Linked DNA regions of Mus musculus: regions 2 and 3 are each linked to region 1. Evidence: chromatin contacts called from public ChIA-PET and promoter capture Hi-C data. All regions are on one chromosome and are shown on one strand. Each heading gives the region's core, a stretch centred on a gene start, on an enhancer-like site or on the middle of the called end of the contact. The rest is flanking DNA. Distances are from core to core; before and after follow the strand shown. Region 1 holds the start of A930024E05Rik (RIKEN cDNA A930024E05 gene). Region 2 holds the start of Diablo (diablo, IAP-binding mitochondrial protein). Region 3 holds the start of Vps33a (VPS33A CORVET/HOPS core subunit).

Region 1 (2,700 bases), core at 56-2,555:
GGAAAAAAAGTACAGACCGATAAGGCAGGAAATTCTGACGTAAGGGAGGGTGACGATGTGTGGTTCACAGCTGATTTCAGGTGGCAAGGCCACTTCCTCCCCGTATCTGTCTGAACCAGTGCTCTTGACATTGGGACAAGATAAAAACAGCAGTCACCTAAACTCATAATTTCTTGAATCTGGGTTTCTCCAGGGTGCAAAATGACCTGCTTTAGCTTGTACGCCAAGCTAGCGTCACCTGGGAGGTCTCTCAGAACATCCTTGTGATGCTGTCATTAGGCCCTTGCAAGAAAGGAAGAGGCCCGGAGGGAAACAAAGTTTAGGGCCAGCATTTCTCTCAACTTAAAGGAATTCCAGGACCACTGAGGGTCAGTCAATTCTGGAAGCAGTCACAAGCACTACTTAAAAGACGGAGGAACATTGGGGATCTGCTACTCCAGGAATATTCACAAAGGCTGCCCCCCTTCTCCGCTGAGAAACAATATGGATCAATCAAGGTTGCTGTACCCCAGAAAGCCACAAACAACCACCACTTTTCTCTTAAACTGCCACACGAGAGAGGCTTACCTTTTGCCTGCCTGCATTAGAGACGCTGAATCCGATTCTCTATTCCCTCCTGTGTATCGATTTATCTCTTCTCAGCGAGTGTAGAGACTTTTTTTCCTTTCTCTTTAAAAGCCCAACTTCTATTTCAGGGCTGTACTACCGAGGCTATCCGAATGAATGAACCAAAGGCTTTCTTCCGGTCAGCTGCAGTCTGAAAAGGCTGTGGACTGGCTGTATTTCCTGTACCTGTGCGTGTGTCTCCATATTATTATTTCAGCCCCGGGAGTTTAAAAGTTATGCAGTCTGTACAGATACAGTGCTGAGGTAATTTCTTTCTGAGCCCCTCAGATGCCTCCTCCATATGGCAGGTTCGCAAATGGATAAGGGTCTGGACAGGCTGGCCCCTCCCCCCAGGCATGCAGTAGAAAAGCAAAACAGAAAAAGAAATCACACATACAAAATACTTTGAATTTAGGTCGCCAGCATAGGTAATGAGGAAAGGTGGGTGAAGGAAGAGAGGGACAGCCCTGCGTAACCCAAGCAAGAGGGGGCAGGGGCAGAGGTGGGGGGTCGTTTTGGGGGGTGCCAGGCCCCGGGGGCTTTCACGCCAGCAGGCTTGGCTAGCATTTCCGCGCCTCCCGCTGAGGCCATCCGTGCAAATCTGCACCTCCCTCCCCACCCCCTCCTCTCTTTCCCTCCCTCCCTGCCCCGCCATCTCTGGGATGCGCCCGCCGCCTGCAACTCAGCCCTCCAAAAGTCAGCTCCCGGGCGGCGGCGGCGCCTGCGTGCAGAGGCGCACTCGTGACCCAACAACAAAACAGCGATGCCAAGGCGCTAACAGCGCCCGGTGCGTCCCAGGCTCCCTTCTGGCCCCACACCTCCTACGGCTGCGGTCCCCGACACCCCCAACCCGAGCCCCCCCTTTCCCCAACTAGCCTAGCCGCAAGCTCCGAGCGCGATCGGCAACAATGTTTACGTTCCGGGGATTATGACGTCGACGCCTCCCCCCCCACAACTGCTGAAAATGGTTTCCTAGGACTTTGCAAACGGATCTGCTTAAGTGTTGGTGCAAAACTTTGTAGATATCGGCTCTGGCTTGCTCTATTTATTTATTTTTTTGCTTTCTTTTCTTTGGTCTTCCCTCCTTTCCCCCTCCGCCAAAATGCAGGGGGCAGGAGTGTTGACAATTAATTGGTGAACTCTCCTAAAAAAATGGAGGCAGAGAAAGACTCTGGAAGAAGATTGGTGTGTAGCTTTTTTTTTCTCCCCCAAATCTGTATCTGGTATATGATCGATTTATCTATCTATTTATTTTTTTGGTTGTTTCTTGCTGCCTTTTCTTTCCTTTTCTGTATTTTGCAAGAGGACCGGAAAAAAATAATAAATTGCATGCAAAAGGAAGCAAGCAGCTTACTCCTCCAGTCTCTTGTGAGGCTCAGGGTCTCAGACACTTAAGTGGGGAGGAGGCAACGCCGAAAGGCGTGGAAGGGACTGAGCGGGCTCGGGGTTCGCCTGGGATCTGGGGGGCTGCGGGGCTCGGTGCTGAGCGGCGGAGGGAGGAGGAAGAAGGATGCGGGGAGTGGTGGGGGAGTCTCCTTAGGAAGTGAGTGTGCGCGCGCGCTCGTGGGGAGATGAGGCAGCTGCTGGTGCGTTTTGGGGTCTCTGATAGAAGCTTTGTGGTGGGCTGGCTGCCTCTCTCCCCCCACATTCTTAACCTCCTCCCCTCCCCTCCTCTTCTTGCACTAGCGGTCGGTCGGCGGGGGCCGTTAGGGTCTCAACCCTTCCGTTTCAGCTTTCCAGCTTTTCTGTAGCTCGGGAGCAGCTCCAGCCTTAGTAATGCCGCCGGCCCTGGGTTCCGGCTTCCCGGGTTGGCCGCCGTGGCCGCCAGGGCTGCTGTTACCGCGGAGCCGGTTGCTGCAGCGGCTTCTCTCGGGGCCTACATCTGCCCCGCCAGCTCATACCCGGAGCCCCCTTCAGGGGTTACATAACCAGGCTCCCAGTCGAGTGGGCAAAGCTTAGCACATCACTTGGCGTGGGGGCAGAGGAAAGCCCCCAAATACCATTTCCATAGCTTCCAAAGATGCAAGAAGGGATTGCTTCGTTTAAGGGCAGTCGGGCCTTGGGGGTGTGAGCCCCTTTTTCTGCTTTCCAGCA
Region 2 (2,760 bases), core at 66-2,565, 530 kb before region 1:
CAGAGATTGTAATTGGTCGCTAGACCACACCTAGTTGTTGAGTGCTCCAGCTGCCTGAAGACCTCTCAGCTCTGCCCAGATCTCTGGAGTGCGTACAAGTCTACTTTCACCATACCTGAGAGCGGCTGTGGAAGCTGTGGAGGTGGAAGAGTCGTGGAAACTTTGCCAAGTAAGTAAATTGGGAAGAGTGGGAAACTAGAGGCTGCCATTGATGGTAACTGCTAGGCAAGGCAGCAATGAATTTGAGCTAGCTTGTGACTCTTAGCATCTGAGGTGAAATTAGCTAAGGGCAGATGCATAAAGCATATCAAGAAAGATATGAGTGAAATCGAGTTAGTACCCATCACTTGACACCCTTCAATTTTAATCCTGACTGGCTATTAGGCAAGCATACTGGGGGCACACACAAGAAAAAATCCTTAAAATCTATCATCGACAAGGCCAGGGGAATGACGGAGGGAATGAGCAATGTCCTGCTGCTTCCCCTCCACTATGAGACAGGGCCATAGACAGGGCTGCGGCTTGAGTGAAGGGAAAATAAAACTGTCTTCCACTAGCCCATTAGCGGCACCAGCTCCATTAAAAATGCAAGAGATGGTGGGAAGAGAGGGCGGTTGGAGCCTAATACAGAGTCAGGACTGGAAAAGACCAGGCTCCTTCCCTTGTCTGAGTTCAAGTGCCAGTGAGAGTGGGGGGCAACTACTGCTTTAGACTTTCAGTGTAGGGGAGAATAGCACTTTGGGCTTCCTTGGCCTTGGAAGAGTACTGTTCATTGCGTGCAGCCTGTGCGTGCTCAGGCTCCCGGTCTCTGCAGGGCGATGCAGACCTCGTCCACCATCCACGTGCTGCAGTTGCTGCGGGAGCTGCTCGCCTTCGTGCTCCTCAGCTACACTGTGCTCATCGGGGCGCTCCTGCTGGCCGGCTGGACCACCTACTTCTTGGTGCTGAAGTGACAGCGCCCCGGCCCCGCCCTGCTCCGCCCCGCCCCACCGCGCCTCGCCGTGGCTCCGAGCTTCCCCTCCCTGGCCACACAGTCTCCCTTTCCAGGAGCGGCCCCGCCTCGCCTCGCCCCCCAGCCCGCTGCCCGCGTCACGGCGCGCGACCCGGCTTCAGCACCCGTGCACTGGAGCCTGCGGGGACCGGCGACGAAGTCGGAGCGGTTGGAAGCCAGGTGCGACCGTTAGAGCGGTTTCCTGGTGTCCCGGCCCCGCCCACTCCGTTTGTCCAATCGCAACCGCGTCCTCCTCTGGGGGCGTGACCATGAAGCTCCGGGCTCCTTGGGCCCCGCCTCGCTTGCGCTTCTGCTTGCTATGCTGCGTCACTTCCGGCGCGTGCGTCCGGCGTCGGTCCGCCGCGGGATGGCGGCTCTGAGAAGTTGGGTGACTCGGAGCGTCTGCTCTCTGTTCAGGTACGGCCGCGGTAGCAGAGGGCGGGCGGCGGCGGAGAGGAACCGGGAGCGCCGTGCCGGCCAGTGCGTCGGCCCCGGGCCGTGGTGCTGCCGCGTCCCGCCTTCTTCTGAAGTTAGAGGCGGGCCCCCGCCTTCGTCCCTCGTCCTCCATCAGGGACGGGCGCCTGAAAGTGGTTCTCCTCCCACGCATCCCGGGGGCTGGCTTTGGGGGGTCCCCAGGGACACTGAGGGACAGCCGGGCCACGGCGTTGGCTGGCAGCGCATTGTTAGAGAGAGCACGGGTCCCCGTAAACTCGGCCACCGGCGACAGCGGCTCGCTCCCGGGATTTGCTGGAGGCGACCATTGGCGACACCTGGAACCCAGGTCCCGGGGTCTAAAGCTGAATCCTGCGCACTCCGGAGAGTTTTACGTTGGCGTCAAGTTGCTAATCGGCTGCGGCGACTTTGAAACTTCTCCGCCTGGCGGGACGCTTCCACGCGCATTGACCTGTCGCTCGTGGAACTCAGATCGCATGCCCCTGACTCCCGAGTGCCGAGACTTAACTGGCCGTCCTGTGGTTTATTTTCTTAGAAGATTGCGGGCACTTCCTCATTTAGTCTCATTTACTGCTTGGTCCAAAACTCCTGCAGACCACAGAGCCTTTTACAGATTGATTTTGGGCTTTTTAAATTTTGACTTATGTTTCCAGGTACAGACAGCGTTTTCCTGTCTTGGCTAACTCTAAGAAACGCTGTTTCTCAGAATTGATAAAACCATGGCACAAAACTGTGTTGACTGGATTTGGCATGACACTGTGTGCGGTTCCTATTGCTCAGGTAAGGGACTGTCATGTGACTATTATATATAGGGTAAAGGGGCCAGGGAAAGAACGCCCGGACCCTGACTTGCCCCAGAGACTATTTCCAAGTCTTAGTGAACTCCTGAGCATTGGACAAGCTGCCACACTTTCATAGGTACCCCCTTCCATGATGCCATGTACTGTACTAAACCCGCATCTTCCGAGTGGAGCACGTTTCCCATTTTCTCATGTTATAGAAACAGTGTTCTTAACAGATTCTGCCCCCACTCCACCACCCCTGAAACTGAGCATCAGTTGAACTGGGAAGTAGACCGTTATTCTTGTACCAAAATCGAAGGGGCTAAATTTTGCACATGTGCTGCTTAACCTTTGAGGGTCCTGAGGTTAAAAATGCATTGTAAAAGAACTGAAGTGGGGAGGGTAGGCAGAAACGGGAGGAATAGCCATGTGTTTCCCAGCAGCCATCAGGCAGCTCTCACCTTGTTGTAACTCCAGTTCCAGAGAATCTGACACTCTCACACAGACACACTTGGAGGCATGCATATAAAACAC
Region 3 (2,700 bases), core at 77-2,576, 580 kb before region 1:
ACTGGAATGCTGGAGTTACAGGCAGTTTTGAGCTGGAACCCCAACTCTGGTTCTCTGGAAGAACAGCGTGTTCCCACTAAGCCATCTCTCTCTCTTATTTTTTAAACTGTGTTTGCCTGAAAGTATCTATCAGTGCTGTGTGCCTTGCTCTCCTAGGTGAGAAAGGGGCACTAGATCCCGTGTTAGCATTTCTTCCAGGCTCTGCTGCGCAGTTACCTGGCAACAGCCATGTGTGCCTGACTCAATATAAAAGAGGCTGCTTGCGGCCCCCCCCCCCCCACTCTCTTACCTTCTCTCTTCCCTCTCCCTTCTCTCTCCTTTCCCCTTTCCTGTCTGTCTCCACGTGTTCCTGGCCGGCCTCTACGCCTCTATTTTCTCCCTCTCCCCCTCTCTCTTTCCCTTCCCCTTTCCCTCCTCTCCCCTCCCCACCTCCTTCCTCAACTCCCCTCCCCATCTCCCCATGCCCTAAATAAACTCTATTCCATACTATATCCGTCATATGGCTGTTACCTCATGGGGAAGGGATGTCTCAGCATAAGCTCGCAGAGGCACCACCTTCCACCTCACCATACCTCACTCTATCAAGCATATCCCTGGCTTCCTTTTCTTGTTTTATAAAACACAACACCCTGGAACCGGAGTTACAGATGGTCACGAGCTATACTGTGGATCCTGGGAACCTGGTCTATGGGAGAGCAGCAGGTGCTCTTAACTGGTGAACCATCTCTCCAGTCCATTTATTGTTTGTTTATGTGGAGACAGGTCTCACTGTGTAGCCCTGGTTGTCCTGGAGCTCGCTATGTTTACCAGGCTGGCCTTGAACTTGGAGAGATAAGCTTGCTCTGCGATTGAACCACTTACTGGGTGTAGTAAGGTGCATTTTGTAGTTTGGCCTCGATCGCCATTTTACACCAGTATTCTAGCTGTGAAGACACAAGGATGGTGCTTTTAAACGCGACAAATAACATCTAAATTCCATCCTTAAGACCTGGGGATGGTGGCTCACGTCTTTAATCCCAGCACTTAGGAGGCAGAGGCAGGCGGATTTCTGAGTTCGAGGCCAGCCTGTTCTACAGAGTGAGTTCCAGGACAGCCAGGGCTACACAGAGAAACCCTGTCTCGAAAACAAACAAACAAAGTCAATTTTCACTGCTCACCATTCTTAGGCATGGTAGGGAAATACTTTAGAAAGGGGCGGGGAGGGGACTCCTCCTCGCATGCGCACTAGGACCTTGAAGGAGCATCACTGTCAGCAGGACTCCGCCTTTCGCGTTCAATGTGCCTCAGCGACTCGGATCACGTGAACGTCCCGTCACGTGACGCAGGCGGCGTCTGGGGAAATGCGGGTGCCCGGGCAAGATGGCGGCGCACCTGTCGTACGGGCGAGTGAACCTGAACGTGCTGCGCGAGGCGGTGCGTCGGGAGCTGCGCGAGTTCCTGGACAAGTGCGCTGGGAGCAAGGTGAGGGACAGGGCCCCGGCGCCACCAAGCTTGGCCGGGCGGGACTGTGCGAGGCCGTGGGGGCGATCAGGTCGCCCGCTCAGTGACAGCCCCTGGCCGGGAGCTCCCCGACCTGCGAGACAGTTGTCCTTTCCAGCCTGGAAGCACGCACGCCCACAGCCCTCGGCACACAGCTTGTGAAAGACAAGCTGTCACTTCGTAACTTCAACATGGATCGTTTTTTGTCTAGATCGGGGACTTCATAGAATTTCCTTTCTTCCTGTTTTCCTCTCAGTGTTTGAGACAGGGTAACGCTGTGTAGCCCTCGAACTCACTGAGATCCACCTGTCACTGCCTCTGAGTGCTGGGATCGGCTCTCCATTTTATTTTTGAGCCTATTCCTGGCTATATAGACTGTTCCTGCCGGCACTCCTCCTTTCTCTCGCCTCTGGCACTACAGGCATGAGCCATGCTGTGAGGTTTTCTTTTAAGCATTTTTTCCCTCTATTCTGAGATTTATTAATCATACCCCATCCCTCTACAGGGAATGGGAAGTTCTAATCTGAAGAAAAAAACAAAACAGATGCTCAAAGAATCAGTTTTGGGCCCGGCAGTGGTGGCGCACGCCTTTAGCCCCAGCACTTGGGAAGCAGAGGCAGACGGATCTCTGAGTTCGAGGCCAGCCTGGTCTACAGAGTGAGTTCCAGGACAGCCAGGGCTACACAGAGAAACCCTGTCTTGAAAAAACCAAGAACACTCCCTACCCCCACCCACCCAAAAAGAATCAGTTTTGTAAACATAGCTCCAACTAAGTCATTGAGTCAAAAAGGCAGATTATTAAATCACAGGGGGCAGTATTAAACTGAAAATGATGTCGAAATCAGATATAATAGATTGTGTGGACCAGGTTTACAAAGTGTTTCTCCTGGAGGAAGCAGGGATCTTTGATGCCAGTATCATGAAATTTCCCCCTTTGTGGAAGGTTCTTTTCGACCCTTAGGCTATAATGTGACCAGAGCCTTTAAAAATCCTAACTCTAACTTTTAGAAGAATATTCTGGAAAGGTGGCTTAGAGGTGAAGAGGGAGTGTAGCTCTTCCAGAGGAGCCCAGATCAGTTGCTGGCACCTACAGACAACCACTTGTAACCCCAGATCCTTGGAAATTTGATGGATCTGGCCTCTGAGGGGAACCGCACCCACCTGCACATACCCAGGCACAGACACATACAACTAGACATAATTAAAGTGGGGGTGGGGCAG

Evidence for each region. Promoter capture Hi-C pulls out the DNA fragments that hold promoters and counts their contacts. ChIA-PET counts read pairs in DNA pulled down with a chosen protein or histone mark.
Region 2: a contact with region 1 is called in an RNA polymerase II ChIA-PET map of memory CD8 T cells, with 23 read pairs. The contact joins the promoter of Diablo here to the promoter of A930024E05Rik in region 1. A contact is called at or near these places in 4 of 39 promoter capture datasets (hippocampal neurons, liver and pre-B cells) and 2 of 115 datasets of contacts at active chromatin or transcription factors (memory CD8 T cells and microglia).
Region 3: a contact with region 1 is called in a promoter capture Hi-C map of pre-B cells, with 3 times the contacts expected there. The contact joins the promoter of Vps33a here to the promoter of A930024E05Rik in region 1. A contact is called at or near these places in 3 of 39 promoter capture datasets (hippocampal neurons, liver and pre-B cells) and 1 of 115 datasets of contacts at active chromatin or transcription factors (memory CD8 T cells).

The regions. Positions count from the first base shown.
Region 1 is chr5:122,987,959-122,990,658 of GRCm38.p6, reverse strand. It overlaps A930024E05Rik (RIKEN cDNA A930024E05 gene), which reads right to left and starts at 1,305. Exons shown (of 3, transcript NR_045820.1): 1 at 568-1,305. Kdm2b (lysine (K)-specific demethylase 2B) reads left to right here and starts at 1,560. Exons shown (of 23, transcript NM_001003953.2): 1 at 1,560-1,791. The coding sequence starts at 1,759.
Region 2 is chr5:123,522,719-123,525,478 of GRCm38.p6, reverse strand. It overlaps Diablo (diablo, IAP-binding mitochondrial protein), which reads left to right and starts at 1,315. Exons shown (of 6, transcript NM_023232.3): 1 at 1,315-1,408; 2 at 2,098-2,224. The coding sequence starts at 1,359.
Region 3 is chr5:123,571,641-123,574,340 of GRCm38.p6, reverse strand. Vps33a (VPS33A CORVET/HOPS core subunit) reads left to right here and starts at 1,326. Exons shown (of 13, transcript NM_029929.3): 1 at 1,326-1,461. The coding sequence starts at 1,360.